Linked DNA regions of Athene noctua: region 2 is linked to region 1. A link is a contact called in public Hi-C data. All regions are on one chromosome and are shown on one strand. The core of a region is the stretch at or near the end of the contact, and the rest is flanking DNA. Distances in the headings are between cores, read along the strand shown. Region 1 holds the start of PTTG1 (PTTG1 regulator of sister chromatid separation, securin). Region 2 holds the start of TTC1 (tetratricopeptide repeat domain 1).

Region 1 (7,505 bases), core at 902-3,401:
AATATTAAACGCCTTATACTTAACATGTGAACAAGGCTAACTCAGACTATTTTCTCTAGAGCTACTTCTTTGCCATTAGGTATCCCCTAAGTTGTTGTACTACTTGTGCCTACATAAGTGTACTGCTTTTGTCTCGGATAGTTATTTTTCTTCCTAGTAGCTCATATGATACCATATTCTGGATTCATGATGAAACCAGTGTTGATGACACACAGCTGTTCCAGCTATTGCTGAACACTGTTTACAAAGCATCAAGGCCTTTTCTGCTTCTTATGACCTCACCAGTGAGCAGGTTGGGGGTATACAAGAAGTTAGAGGGGGCACAGCCAGGGCAGCTGACCAAACATATTCCATACCATATGATGTCATGCTAAGCAATGAAAACTGCTGGAGAAGTTTGCCAGGGCTGCCATTGCTCAGGGCAAGGCATCAGTCAGCTGGTGGTGATAAACTGGTTTTATTTTTCTTTGACAATTTAATAATTAAAAGTCTCAATCTCAACCCATAAGTTCTAACTTTTACCCTTCCAATTCTCTCCCCCATCCCACTGAGGTGGGAGTGACCAAGCAGCTGCGTGGTGCTTAGCTGCCTACCAGGGTTAAGCCACAACAGTAGGTAAATGATGTATTCCACACACCCCCTCTGTAGAACTGTGTTGTACTCACTTTGCTTGCAGTGCAAGGCTGATTTTTCTGTCTTATCTTTTCCATCTTGCTCGTGACACCTTGAGTTCTATTCACATTTCCAAGAGCCTTTCTGACAGAGTGAGATATGGCTGGAGATGTACTGATTGCTTTTTTAGGAAGTGGAGTACTAACTTGTGTTCTTTCAGATAAAACTTTTGCTGAAGAGTGAGAGGAAGAAAAAAACCCCAAAGTTTAGCAGCATATTAACCCTAAAACTTGCTTCAGTAAGCACATGTACTGGAAAACTGGGTGTCATAAAAACCATCCTTCACCACTTACAACTCACAAGTCAACATCTGTGATAAAAGCACAGCGTTATTGTCATTCTTACAGTAATTGATCTGCTTAGAGAATTAGTTAGACGAGTAGATACAAGAATAGAAAACTATTACTGTTCAGAACTGTGAATAACAAAACATGATTTATGCACTTCGTTTGATCCCCTACTGGCTATGGGCAGCATATACGCACAAGGTCCTGAAGGCAGTCTGAGCTGATTCTTAGGAGCACCAACTTCACCGTTCTCCTTATCAATAAAGATAAGTGTTGCCATCTTCAAGTTGATGAGACTGCTCTGAAGAGTCCATACAGAAAAAAAAAAGAAAGTCATTCTTGTAATTTCTTCCACCACAGCACACTTTTTAAACAAGCCACATTCAAAACAATGCAGCTGCCATGCACTGGTTCCTAGAGAAGAGGGAACAAACCCACACTTACATCAGTTCATAGTAGTTTAGCCACAGACCTTTACGCTTGAAGGCATTATTAGTGCACATAGAAGCCTCATAACCCCAAGAGAGCTTGCACACATTTGGGAAAGTAGCAAGGTCTCACTAGCAACCCCACACAGAAAAAACTAATACCTTTGGTTTGCTTTGTCACTTCCTTGTAGCATTTAACTGTTTCCTCTGTACGGGAAAAGATTACATCTCCTAGCTTAGCAATCCACTCCTTAGCCCAACTTGCAGGACTTGGAACAGCCAAGAACAATGCCAGTTATTTTACGAACAGAGGCATGATTTCACCAGGAAAATAAACAGAGGACATACTATGTAAACAGCCCACTCCACTACTGGCTTTCAGCCCCATCGGAGCACTCCCCTGCACAACAGCCAGGCAGCTTCCCCCCTGGAACTGTCCCCACTATTAAGTATGTGGGCAAGCGAGGCGTCGCTCCGGAGAAACCTGCAGAAGCAGCTGCTTTTAACTGGCGCAGCTTGAACTCAAAAAATTAAACACGAATCAAGACTCACAGCCACAGTCCTCAGTTTAAGCCACTTCTGCTCACAGCTCCGGGCGCACTCTGCTCCCGCACTCAGGAGAAAGCCCGCCTTCAGCCAGGGAACGCCGCCCGCCCCACTCACCCAGCCGAGGGCTCACCTCCAGGACCCCGGGCGCTCCGGAAAGCGGCGGCAGCGGCACCCGCACAGCCGGTGTCAGCCGCGCCCCGAGCCGCACCAAGAGCGAACGAAGCCTCAGTGGCCCCAGCCGCCGGCAGCTTTTGAACCGCCTCCGCGTCGCTGCCCATTGGCTGCTTCAACTGAAGCGCAGCAGCCGATTGGCTCAGCAGCGCCGCTTCCACCTCCCCTGCTCCCCGCGGCCCCGCCCTCCGCCCCCGCGCCGCGTTGCCGTGATGACGGCATGGCACCGCCCCCGGTAGTGACCGCGCCACGGCGGGGCGTGGCCTGAGGTGGGTCCGCGGTGCATTGTGGGGCGGCGGCGCAGCTGAGCTGGTAAGCAGGGCGGTGGGGCGGGGGGTGCCCGGGGCGGCGGCGGGGGGCGCCTGCCCGAGCGGGGGGCGGCGGCCGCTCTGGGCTCTGGGAAAGCACCCACGTCCTCGCGGGCCGGGTCTGGGCCCTGGCGGGGCGCTGCTTCCTCGCAGTCGCTCTCCTGCCTCGCCTTCGGGGTACGCGTAGGCCCAGCTTTGTGCGGGACCTTCCGGTGGTCCCGGCGGGGCCGCGGGTGAGTCTGTGTTCCCCCAGCGCGAGCGGGGAGGGCCTGATAGTGCGGGTCGTGACGCTGCGCGCAGAGCTGCTGCTCTTCTGCCCCATCATGTATCGTATTGGTTAGAGAAGAGGAACATTGAAAAGATTATTTCAGCACTGGTGGATATTTCTGTGGAAAGACATTTGTGAAGAATGCGTCGCATGGTGTTGCTGGTTTCACTGAACGATACAAAACCACGTTGAAGAATGTGAGCTATGCAGATCTGTAAGAGTTTTTCTGTTTTCTTCTTTGTTACAGGAAAAACAAAATGTCATCAGTAACGAACGCCACTCCTTCAGGAGGATCGAATGATGTCAGCCTGGAGGAACCAAAGAAGATGACAAGGGAAGACTGGAGGAAAAAGAAGGAATTAGAAGAACAAAGAAAACTAGGAAATGCACCCGCTGAGGTGGATGAAGAAGGAAAGTAAGTTTTATTAAAGCTATTCTTTGTCTAAAACTACTGGTTAGAAACGTCTTTGGTTGTGATTACAGAATACTCATGAGGGTGATACATGATTTCTAGATGAGTTCTTGTAGAAGTAAATATTTGAACTTTGTGAATTTGCTTTAAATGTGCTAGTCATCCTCAGAAAACGGGTATTTTCCAATAAAAATGTAGGCTCAGTGTTTAGCTACTGTGATCTGTTGATAATGCTGTTAAAAAGTCCCGTCTGTGCATTTTAAAAGTGACCAAAATGTAGTACTGGGGAAGTTTACTGCATACCTTATCTGTTCCCTCTCTATTGCTTTTGCAAGGCTTGTTGCCTCTGAGAAGAGAAATGTTACTATTTTTGTGCTTAGTAACATTGCATAGAATAAGATACTTGATTTGGAGTCAGAAGTTTAGGTGAATTAGATGGCAACAAAATCTCAATGAAAGTTTGTGTTTATCTAGTTAAATTCAAGTTATTTTGTAATGCATCCCAACAACTTATTTTGTTATCACTGGAAAAGCACTGGACTTTGAGAGTTATTTGTTAGGCTAAGTTGATGTTTTTTCCCTATGCCGTGTATTTATTACTCAACATTTCTTACAGAGATATCAATCCTCATATTCCTCAGTATATATCCTCAGTACCATGGTACATAGATCCTTCGAAAAGACCTACACTAAAGCATCAGAGACCTCAGCCAGAGAAGCAGAAACAGTATAGCACCTCTGGAGATTGGTACAAACGAGGAGTTCAAGAGGTATGCAAAATGTTTTTGTTATAAAATAAGGATTTGGGTTGATTTTGTGAGCAGATAGTTCTGGTTACATGTTTTTGAGGGAGACAGAAGCTGGGAATTCTTATTTAGCAGGCACGTCGCAGTGTTTGGTAATAAAATATGTGTTCTAAGTTTGGGTAGACCATGCACACTTTAGTTGTATTGAAAAAATTAATTAGTTACTGGGAACATGTATATGAATCTTGCCACAAGTTTGTACAACACTGTCTTTTTTTCTTGTTTAGCATGCTGTAGCAACTAGATACCGTAAAGGAGCTTGTGAGAACTGTGGTGCATTGACACATAAAAAGAAAGACTGCATGGAGGTAAACTTGACTTTTGTTGACTTTCTAATGGTTTTGAAAATAATGTGAATTCTAATCTTAGTGAAAAATAGCTAGCTATAGATAAAATAAAAATCAGTAATTTTGAAAAAGGTTACAAGTATTGATAGTTGGCTTGAAATTTTCTAAATAAATTGTTATGTAGGAAAAATGAAGAGTAAGAATGATAATGTTCAGGGTGTTGCTCATCCATTCTGTGATAAGCATTGCAATAATAGGTGAAAATGTTTAGGTCCTCATGTTAGCTTATTTTAACTCAAGTGCTGCTGAGCCTGTCTTTCTGTTTCATGTCAGCTAGAAGCTATTCCCAGAAAATGTGTTTTGATTGTGTTGTTAATTGTGGAAAATAGAGTTAGAAATTGTTAGGGTTTGGAGTCAGTTGTGCTACTTTAAAATACAGAAATTAACTACTTGCTTTTATTTGCAATTCACAAGCTTATAGTGCTGAATTTAACTGGCTTTAGAGGAGCTCAATTGATACTATTTTTTAGAGGAGTATCTGAGTAACATATTTTAGTCTAATGGCCTGATCCTTTTAGAGACCCAGGAAGGTTGGAGCAAAATACACAAGCATGAATATTGCACCAGATGAACATGTGCAGCCTCAACTCATGTTTGATTATGATGGAAAGCGAGATCGTTGGAATGGTTATAACCCAGAAGAGCACATGAAGATTGTAGAGGAATATTCCAAGGTTGATTTGGTATGTAGATGCTGCGGTTTACTGGGCAGAGGTTTGCTGTTTGGCCTGGCTGGGACAAGGAACATTTGTTATGTGCACTGTTAATATTAGACTTTATGCTGTATTCATAAGGAAAAAGCAAGATGGTTTCTGTGTTTGACAGCAAACTTCACTTAAACTGAAAATTCAGATCACAACTGGGTCTGTACAGTAAATGAAGTGTCTCTCCAGTTGCTTACTTTTCAGTAGACAAGCCTTAGAATTTATTACCCAAGCTACAGATTGAATCGAAGGCAAGAAAGGAATTTATTATCTGGCTGTATTACAGCTAATAAATCTATATCTATTCTGTAACCTCATTCATGTTACTTTACTTACAAATCCTTTTGTTACCATGATGGAGCAGTGAACTATTTGTACATGTCACTGTGCAGATTGGCACCTTGCTGTTGCCGTTAATTTTCTATCTGTGTGGACGCTAATAACTTCTTAGTAGTTCACTACTTCGGCTGGATGTTGGCTACCTGTTCCAAAAGGTAGTTCGGTGCCCAACTAACTCCCTTTGGTGCCTGGTCCTCAGTGTTTTCCTATAGTGCGTAGGAAAGCTAATGCTAAATGGGATCTAATCAGTGTGTATAAATGTCTAATGGGAGTGTTTAAAGACAGAGCCAGGCTCTTCTCAGTAGCATCTAGTGACAGGACAAGAAGCAGTGGCACAAACTGAAATACAAGAAATTCTGTTAAACAGAAGAAAGAAATGTTGTACTGTAAGGGTGATGAAACAGTGGAACAGCTTGCCCAGGGGGAGTGTCCATTCTTGGAGGTAATGAAAAACCTACTAGACACCGCCCTCAGCAACCTGTCGTAGGCAGGCTTGCTTTGAGCAGGGGGCTTGCCCTTGGCGGGATCTGCAGGCATCTCCGGTGTCAAATGTTCTGTGGTTCTGTGATGTCAGACAAAAATTCACTACATGCTGCTTTAATTTTTTAAAATCTGACTTTAGGTGCTCCATTTTGGTGCTTCCTGAATGAACCATATAAGTGCTTGCAGCATCAGTCATGAATTACCTTAAGCACTGAGGTTTCTAACTAGATGATGAGTTTCTAACTAGATTAATAAATCATTATGTTTTTAAAGACTACTGAACTAAAATAAGTTACCTCTTTCTTAAAGTAGGGTGAATGTAGTAATGGTATAGCTGCATAAACTGTAGTAAATTGTTTTATTTAACAGTATAATATAAAATAGTAAAATGGTTAGTATACATAATTTCCTTTCCTTGAGGCTCAAAAAAGCATCATGAAGAGGAGACAAGCTCTAGGCTGCTGATTTTTTTTACGAACACCCAGAGAGTAAAAAAAAAAATTTTTGTGTAATAAGGAATGCATTTTAAATGACAGCAGTCACAAGAGATGCTTATCATAAGCATTACTACACTCTTGCTATTAAAAAGGAATATTAAAACCAATTCATTTCCATGATACACAGGCCAAACGTACACTGAAAGCCCAGAAGCTACAGGAGGAGTTAGCGTCAGGAAAGCTGGAGCAAGTGGTAAGTAAACTAAACCCTAATTTATTTTTCTTTAGGCTGAATAAAAATACAACAGGTTACTTCTACTGTCTGATGCTTTTATACTCTGTACAGGGTCTGCTGTTGTTTTTTATGCTCTTCAGTAATATAAAGATTTTCCTGGCACCTGGATACCCTGTGTCACATTCAAGAATTTGAACCATTTTCTTTCTTGAAGCATATTCTTTCAAATGGGAGTTGCTTTGTTTTCCTCCTATAGGCAAAAATTCTGTGCAATTATTATTCTTGCTAAAATTAATGACATGGAATTTTGGGTCAGAAAAACTTGTTTTCCATGTAGCAATTCTGTTCATATGCTGAAATGCTTTCTTTGTATTTAAAGTGTTACATCTGACTAATGTTGAGGTAACAACTATTACATGGCTGGGGATTGTTTTAGTAATGCTTACTGTAAATTGAAACAGGAAGGTATTTTCTGTATCTTAAACCAAACTTGTTTCTTCTTCAGATATTGCTGAGATTATTTGCAGTGTCTCTGGTTATTTGAAGGCTGAGCATATGTATTTCCCTCTGTCTCACAACTGCAGAGTTTTCTCTTAGATTATAGCCAATGCTTTTGATAATCTGTGATGTAAAATTCTCATTTTAAAAGGCATTTATAATAATATTCTAATTTTATAAAATGGAGAAAAATTAGAGACTGCTATTGGTCAGAAGTAGGTTTTTGTAATCAATATTGTAAGAAAGAAAACACCAAGCAGAAGACTACATAAAATTGCGCCTCCATTTTCCAGAGGTTGTCATCTTGCATTTTGTCACTAGATGGCAGAGTGAACTTAATCTCAAACCTTGCAAACTACAGCGTTCTGACCTTCCCGGTAGAAAAGATACTTTTCTCTTTTTGATGCCCGTTTTCACCACAAGGCAAACATTGACGGCTTCCATACACTTAGTCTTTATAATGTGGAGCTGTAAGAAGAGAAGTATATTTGTAACACAAGAACTATCTCTGATGGAGAGGACCAAGATTGAGTTGCATAGTCAGTACTAGCCAATTTGTGG
Region 2 (7,123 bases), core at 1,358-3,857, 190 kb after region 1:
TTTACTTATACAACACAGAGAGGGCTAGGCAACAGTTAAGAAAGTGTGGTCAAGCTTTACCAAGACAGCTGAATTAGCAAAGATCAACCTGCCTGTACAAAAGAGTATTAAGCCACAATAAATTCACTGAAACATTCACAATATTTTAAGCATGTTTTAAAAAAATTAATTTCATGTAACCCTTAATTTCTTCTTTTTCATCAAATGCCTCATTTTAGTACTACTTGTCCATTACAGTAGTAACTGCTGCTGCTGCTCCTAGTGATTTGGGAGTTTCTATAATAAAAACTATACAGCTGTACAATACACTATCTTCCCCTATGAAGTAATGCTTTCCTAAGATACTGCCTATTTTCTCTTGTCAGCTGCCACTCCCTACTCTGCTCTCTCCTTCCCTCATTATTAGTTGTTCAATGTCACCAATGCTCCAAATTGTGCAGTCAGCCTTCCAGTAAGGACTCTATCTCCTTTATTAAAATAAGATCTAATTCATGCCTACAGGACTATAAAATAAAGTTTGCTGGTCTTCACGTAAGTTACAATATGCCAGAATTCCACCTTTTTCCCAACTGCCAAAGAATATAGTAGTACTTTTCATCACCATTTCAGTACAAGTAACTGCTCATTTGGATAAATCAATCAGATTTAAAGAGGCTGGATCAGTTCTTTGAAACACGATCTGTTCAAGAGGCCAAGCTATATAACTTTTTAAAAATACAAAGTTAAAAAAAAAACATCATAGGAGTTGTATGCTGGGACACAGATTTTAGTTTAGTATCTTTACTTCCCCAGCATCTGCGAACCAAAGTTGAAAAAAATTAGGAAAAAAAAAATTCCGTATATCAGTAGAAAGCCTTCCATTTGCTATGAGAACATAATTATCAACAGAAATTTACTGCATTACTCAAGTCTAATCCTGAAAGTGATTTTCTCAAAGTTAGAAAACTACTTGATGACCATCAAATCTTAGAACCCTGAAAACTAACTGTTGTCAAGTGACATCGCTGACTGAGGGTCAAAAAAACCTGATTCACAGACTTACAGGGGAGTAAACACCATCACAGAGGATGTTGGACTTCCCCTAAGACATACTTCACTATCCCCCACATTATCCAGTTTTGTTACCCAAATATTTTGTCCAATGTAATGCACTGAAAGCAAACAAAACCACATTTAATGTGTTTTGTTTGATTAAATCTTAAGTAATCTACAAAGATACTTTCAAATTTAATCCCAACTAGTTGTATTACACAAACTAGCCTTTCAAATATGAAAACTATCTTGAAAACTGCTTTGAGTTCTGGAAAGGTACCTTGCAGCTCATCAGGTGAAAACAACAAGGGCACACAAACTAGAAGAACATGAAACAGGAATATTTTTGTTTCATATAATCCCTCTGGGTCACAGTAACCTTACACACTGGTGAAAGTAGAAAAAAAATCTGCACTGGAATGTGATGATTAAGAACACCAAAGAAAGTTAACAGAAACATCTGTTACCTAAAAGAAGAAATTAAGAACAGTAAAACTAGACACATGAAGAGTTTTAAAGGTATATTTCCATGCCAGTCACAGACCGTTCAGAAACATGAGACTGAAAATGTATCTTTTTAGATTCAACATTGGTACTTCAGATTACCTGTTTTTCCTCCTCTGGCATATCTTTTTCTAGTTCTAGTAAGTATTCTTCATCTAGTTCTGTCTGCTTCCTTGAGCTATTCTCATCATTCTGTAAATTTCCTTCATCATCCAGCACAGGTTCTTTTGCCTCAAAGGAGTCGTGACAGTCATGGAAACACTCATCTGCTGTTGTGGGATCTTTAGCTGAAGATGGTATATATCCACTTTCAATGTTTTTGGGATTCTGTGCATCTTTAGGGCCAGTCTCTGAAGACTTCTGATCAGAAAGCTTTAAGTGATCAAGCAATTCTTCAGGTGAACTTGCATCTTTACACTCTTCCATGCTGGACTCCTTGGAGGGGTTAGGTTTTTAGAAATAGAAAGAAATAACCCTCAATCAGCATAATTTAAATGTCTTGTCTGCAGACTAATCTCTAAAATACTTAAAAGTACTCCTGACATTACCTGAGGGGAACTATCATCCCTCCGAGGAGGGAGCAACTTATACATGCTTCTTCTATGCACTACACAGCGACATGGGACCAGCACACCGCTCCCATAATAAGTTAATTCACGAGCTCAGCTCCCCAGGACCGGCACGGCACAGCGCTACGCTACGGCTTTTCCTCTGCAGTGGGACTCTAAGTCACACACACTTGCCTTCCCACAGGCCTCAGCACCCCCTCGCCCATACCGGCCCCCGGCGGGCTGCGTACAGCGAGCCTCCGCCGCCGCCCCAGGCCTCGCCTGCACCGCGCTCCCCTCCAGCCCCATCACTGCCACCCACCCCCACGCCCCCCCGAGCCAGGCCACAGGCAGCTGGTCCCAGCTCCGTCATCTCAGCCCCATCCCACCCCCTGAGGCGAGGCGCCGGAGTGCGGCCAGCGCCCCCATGACGCCCCCATGACACCCCCGCCTCCCCCCGGGCCGGGCCGGGCCCCGGGCAGAGACCTGCGCGTTCCCTTCCGGCCGCCGCTCGCCTCCCGCCCCGCCCCTCACCCCGCAGGCCGCTTCCGGCCGGCGCCAGCCAATAGGAAGGGCCGCGCGGAGGCTGCCGGGATTTGCAGTCTTGCGGCGGCGCGTGGGGCGGGGCCGGGGCCGGGGCCGGGGCCGGGGCCGGGGCCGGGGCCGGGGCCGGGGCCGGGGCCGGGGCGCTTAGCGGCTGTCTCAGCAGGGGCGGGCGCTGCGCCGAGCCGAGCCGAGCCGCGCCGAGCCGGGCCGGGCCGGGCCGGGCCGGGCCGCGGTGTGTTCCCCTCGGCCTCTTTCTTCCCAGGGTCTCACTCGCGTGTACGTGGGGCACTGAGATTGATTTTTTTGACCATGGGCTGCTTGCACAGCCCTTTTGCACACCGGGAAGGGGGTCTCTTGTGGTTGGTTGGGCTCCCTGCAAGGTTAGAATTTCCACCTTGAACCTGCGCCTGTGAGCAGGCCCCTGTTAGGCTGGGTGCAGGGCAGCTCTCAGGACATGAGCCTGGGGGCTGTTGGCCCAGAGGATCCCCAAGGGATCAGGCGCAGTTAAAGCTGTGGGAAGTCCTTGGGGTGGTAAAGCTCTGCTCCAGTTCTCCACATCCACGGTGAGGGCCTCCTCTGGCTCACCAGGAGGTGGTTGAGGGATGGGATGTGTGTGGGAGATGAAGAGACACAGGGCATGGCTATGGATGATATGGGTGGGCGGTGGGAGAGGCATGGTCTTGGGCAAGTAACCTGGCTTGGAAGGATAAATCAGGGTGCAAACATGATCAGCTGAAAAAAAAAGTTTTGGTAGACAGACAAAAAGAGGGATTATATCTACAGCAGCAGATCAGTGTTACTGATCCAGGTTCTGTTGCCTGCACTACTTTAGCCTAGAGGTGAGTTTATCTAGTGAGTGACTAGCAGCATGTGATAGCTGTATCCCTTCTAAGGCACCATGAACTGGTGGTTTCCAGTGCAGACTCCAGTTTTGGGTTTTTTGTGCCAGTGACATGTGAAGACTTAAATTCTATCTAATCAAGCACTGGCATAAAACTCCCTTTCATCCTGTTTTGCATGCATTCATTGAGTACCCTGAAAATGGTTATCCCAAAATTTTGAAACAAAACTGAATTTTCACAGATTTTGAAGTCAAAGGCATGTGAAACAATGTCTTTTTATTGAAAATCACTATGTCAAGCCATGACGTGGCTAAGGCATATTCTTATGAGGTTTTCCATGCTTTAAGGAGCTTTTCAGAAAGCAAGTTCCGATGAAAGATAAAGTTTAAAATGTTCCTCTAAATTAAAGCTCTTAAATGCTCTAATTTAAGAAGAAATCCTGATATTAAAACCCAACAGCAACAGAAAAGCCCCTGCAATATATATGCTGTTCCAGATTTGGATTAGGTAGAATCTGTTCTGATCAGTGGGTCATGGTTGCGGATTATCCTCAGAGAACACAGGTTCTTACAAATGAGGTAATCGATCTTTTATTGAGAGGATGATTCTCATTCTTCTGTCTCCTCATACTGTGGGGAAGTATGCTGACTACTAGAGCCATATCAGCGCTTTTGGAGTTACCAACCACCATTGCTAAAATACCAAGAAAGTACTAAATGTGGCTGAACTCCGTTAGTTGTCTGAAGTGTATCTATCCCATATGAGAGTGCTGAGGAGGAGGTGCATCTTTAGAAATATTTTGAGAGGTGTCCTGACTTCTGACCTTTTAACTGACATCACCAGACTTTGGTTGAAGCCTGAAGGGCCTGTGGGATGTTTGACATTTCAAAGTTGAGGTAGAAATTGAAGATTTGGATGCCAGATTCATTTTTGGTCTTAATTTGTTTGATTGCTCTGCTAAATGAACATGTCTGATGACTGAGTCTGTTGGTGCCAGTGATGGATGTGGGTATTAACAGAAGATTGGAACACTTTTCAGTAAGTTGGCAAGAGTGTGGCTAGTTACAATGAAAGCAAACAGGAGCTCTATGGCTGATTTTTCTCCCTCTCTCTCTTGATAAAAAAAGTAGATTCAGCATTCTGCAATAGCCCAGCTGCAATGATTTAGCCCACAAAAATTTGCCTTTCTGCTGTTCTGCTAGCACTATGTAATTTGTTCTGACACAGAAAATATTTCTGAACCTTCACACTGTCCTGTTAAATATCATGTAATTTGAAAAGAGAGAAGGAAATTACAGCTGTGGTACAAAATCAATCCATGCAGTTTTGAATTTGCGGAAATGCTATTTAAATCTCCTCTGGTTGTGCAAAGAGCACAAGGGGTTGCATAAGTCATGGTGTTTCATCCCCAGAAGGAATTGAACTGATAAGAATACTGGACATCAGGGGTCAGCAACCCATCCAAGGTGGTGTGCTAGCCTTTATTTTAACTTTTCCAAAAAAGAGTTTATTTGCTAGTAAAAACTCTACAGGAATTGGATCTCCTTGGAAGTTTTGAGCTGCTGCTGCTCAGTGGCAAGATACTACCTTGCCTCCGTGTGAGGCAGGGCCTTCTGTCTTCCACAGAGCTCTGAACTTAGTAGGAGCCTGGACTAGGAACGTTTGCTTTTCAGGTATGCTGTGACTCCCAATTCCAGTCCCTGGCCAGGCCTGTTGCAGACCATCCAAAAGTCTATCTGCTGCCTTTGGCTTCTATCCCATGGGGTGACTATTCCAAAATGACTGACAATTTTTCCTTATCATCACATTTTTAAATAGATTTCCTCAACTTTGATGAAACATACTGTCTTACTGACTTCATAGGAAGAAATGTGAGAAAAACTAGCAAATTTTACCATATAAATTTTCTGCCTGCACCTCCTCTGATCTGGAGATGCTTTGGGTCTCCCTGAACTTTATAACTGGGGGGTATTCAGCATTTTTGTTTTTTCCAACACAACAAGGGGGAAAAGGTTCAACACCCCAGAACCCCAGTTCCCTGCTCTCATTAGGGATGATTTTCCTTTATGAATCTTTACCCGAGATGTAACAAGAAGGGCAAGCTTTCCCATGGTCTTACTTTATTAAAGACAGGGTTGTCCCCAGGAGTCCTTATCAGCAGAGTGACCTTTGAGCCTCATGGCCACTGTTTAGGGTTGTTGGTTGCCCCAGGGCTGAGCCCTGAACAAGCTGCAGCTCAGTGGAAGTCTCTGAATCTCTCCCCTGTGGAAATGCTCCTCAGTGCCACTGTGAAGTGAAATCCCAAAGGCCTCACTGGTATTCAGGGAATTGACACCTGCCAGGAGAACTGGGGGCTCTCCGCCCTCCGTTGGGGGATTCATCCTCCACCTAGCAAATGAAGAGGCAGAGGCTTTCTGTCCCCTCATCAGGTATCAATGTTAGTCAGTGCCTATGACTTTCTGTCTTTAAGGTTCCCATGTCTGTATGTCTCACTTTCTCTTCTTTACACTTTAACTTTCCTCACAGGAGTGTTGTGTTCAGAGGTTACTTTATGTTTGAAAAACACAAGAACAAGTTGTCTTACAATATTTTCAAACATATGCATTTTAGTAAGAAACACTTACCCTGGAGGTTATAGGGCAGTTGCCAGTTGTACCACTAAATCTTACTTGTTTAAACACAGAACATGTTACTGCTTTAATCAGTCTAGGATTAGAACTTCTGATTCATTGCTGTAAGTGGAAGTGTATGAACAGCTGAAGATTGTATATATACAAAGAATGAAGACTTGGTATCATTTGTTTAATCTTCTTGGTGCTAAGGGATTTTTCAGAGCATTGGTGTTTGCTTAAGTGAACACCTGTTGAAAAAATCAAGAACATATAATCCTGAATAAGTAGATATGTTTGGATAAGAGTTCAGTGATGGAAGCCTTAGCTTGTATTGTTGAGATTTACTCTGTGTTTTGAATGGGTTTACCTCTCTGGGTGAGATGCAGCAGAATCCAGGGTCACAGAGCACCTCAAGTGGAACGCTTTCATACTATAACACAGGCATAAATTGAAGAGGTAAAGTCAGAGAAGGAGTCTGTATCTCAATACTTTCCTCCAGCAAAAACTTCCTTACCCTTCCAAATTTTTTTTCCCGCTTCTTCCCAAACCCACAGCGTGATGATAGCAGTGTTATCTGGCACGATCAACAGACTCAAGTATACAATGTAGTGTGCCAAAAGAAAAGCGGCAGAAAGCGAAGAATATTGTGTGACTCTAGCTTTCTCAGTAATGCTGAAAGAAATACAGAGGACCAATGTGAAAGAAGATTTATATTTTGTTTTCAACACAAAAGTTTTTTACTACATTGTATACAAATACTTTTTTCTTACTGCTTTCAAGATAAACTTAGGTTTTGCCTACCTCTTGTAACTATTAATACTATTATAGAAGACAAGAGGGCAACTGGGAGGAGTGGAGCATTTTATTCATATTGTTAATATCACATTTTAAAAATGCTTAATAGTTCCTATTTTACAGCAATGCCTGATTGGCAGTTGGTGAAATGACTCTGCTCTTTTAATAGTTATGGAAATTCATAGCCTAATATCTTTGAGTTCACTAAAACATCTTCTAGCAAGACTGAAGACAGTGAGAATTT

The links. Hi-C and Micro-C count contacts between places; a contact is called where the count stands out from the background.
Region 2: a contact with region 1 is called in a Hi-C map of heart, with 4 times the contacts expected there. The contact joins the promoter of TTC1 here to the promoter of PTTG1 in region 1. A contact is called at or near these places in 2 of 2 Hi-C or Micro-C datasets (heart and liver).

The regions. Positions count from the first base shown.
Region 1 is chr12:11,506,320-11,513,824 of bAthNoc1.hap1.1, forward strand. PTTG1 (PTTG1 regulator of sister chromatid separation, securin) reads right to left here and starts at 2,152. Exons shown (of 6, transcript XM_074916156.1): 1 at 2,067-2,152; 2 at 1,158-1,260; 3 at 666-844. The coding sequence starts at 1,239. It overlaps SLU7 (SLU7 homolog, splicing factor), which reads left to right and starts at 2,350. Exons shown (of 16, transcript XM_074916219.1): 1 at 2,350-2,419; 2 at 2,931-3,098; 3 at 3,712-3,865; 4 at 4,129-4,209; 5 at 4,767-4,931; 6 at 6,399-6,464. The coding sequence starts at 2,941.
Region 2 is chr12:11,698,258-11,705,380 of bAthNoc1.hap1.1, forward strand. It overlaps TTC1 (tetratricopeptide repeat domain 1), which reads right to left and starts at 2,608. Exons shown (of 8, transcript XM_074916326.1): 1 at 2,571-2,608; 2 at 1,639-1,971. The coding sequence starts at 1,962.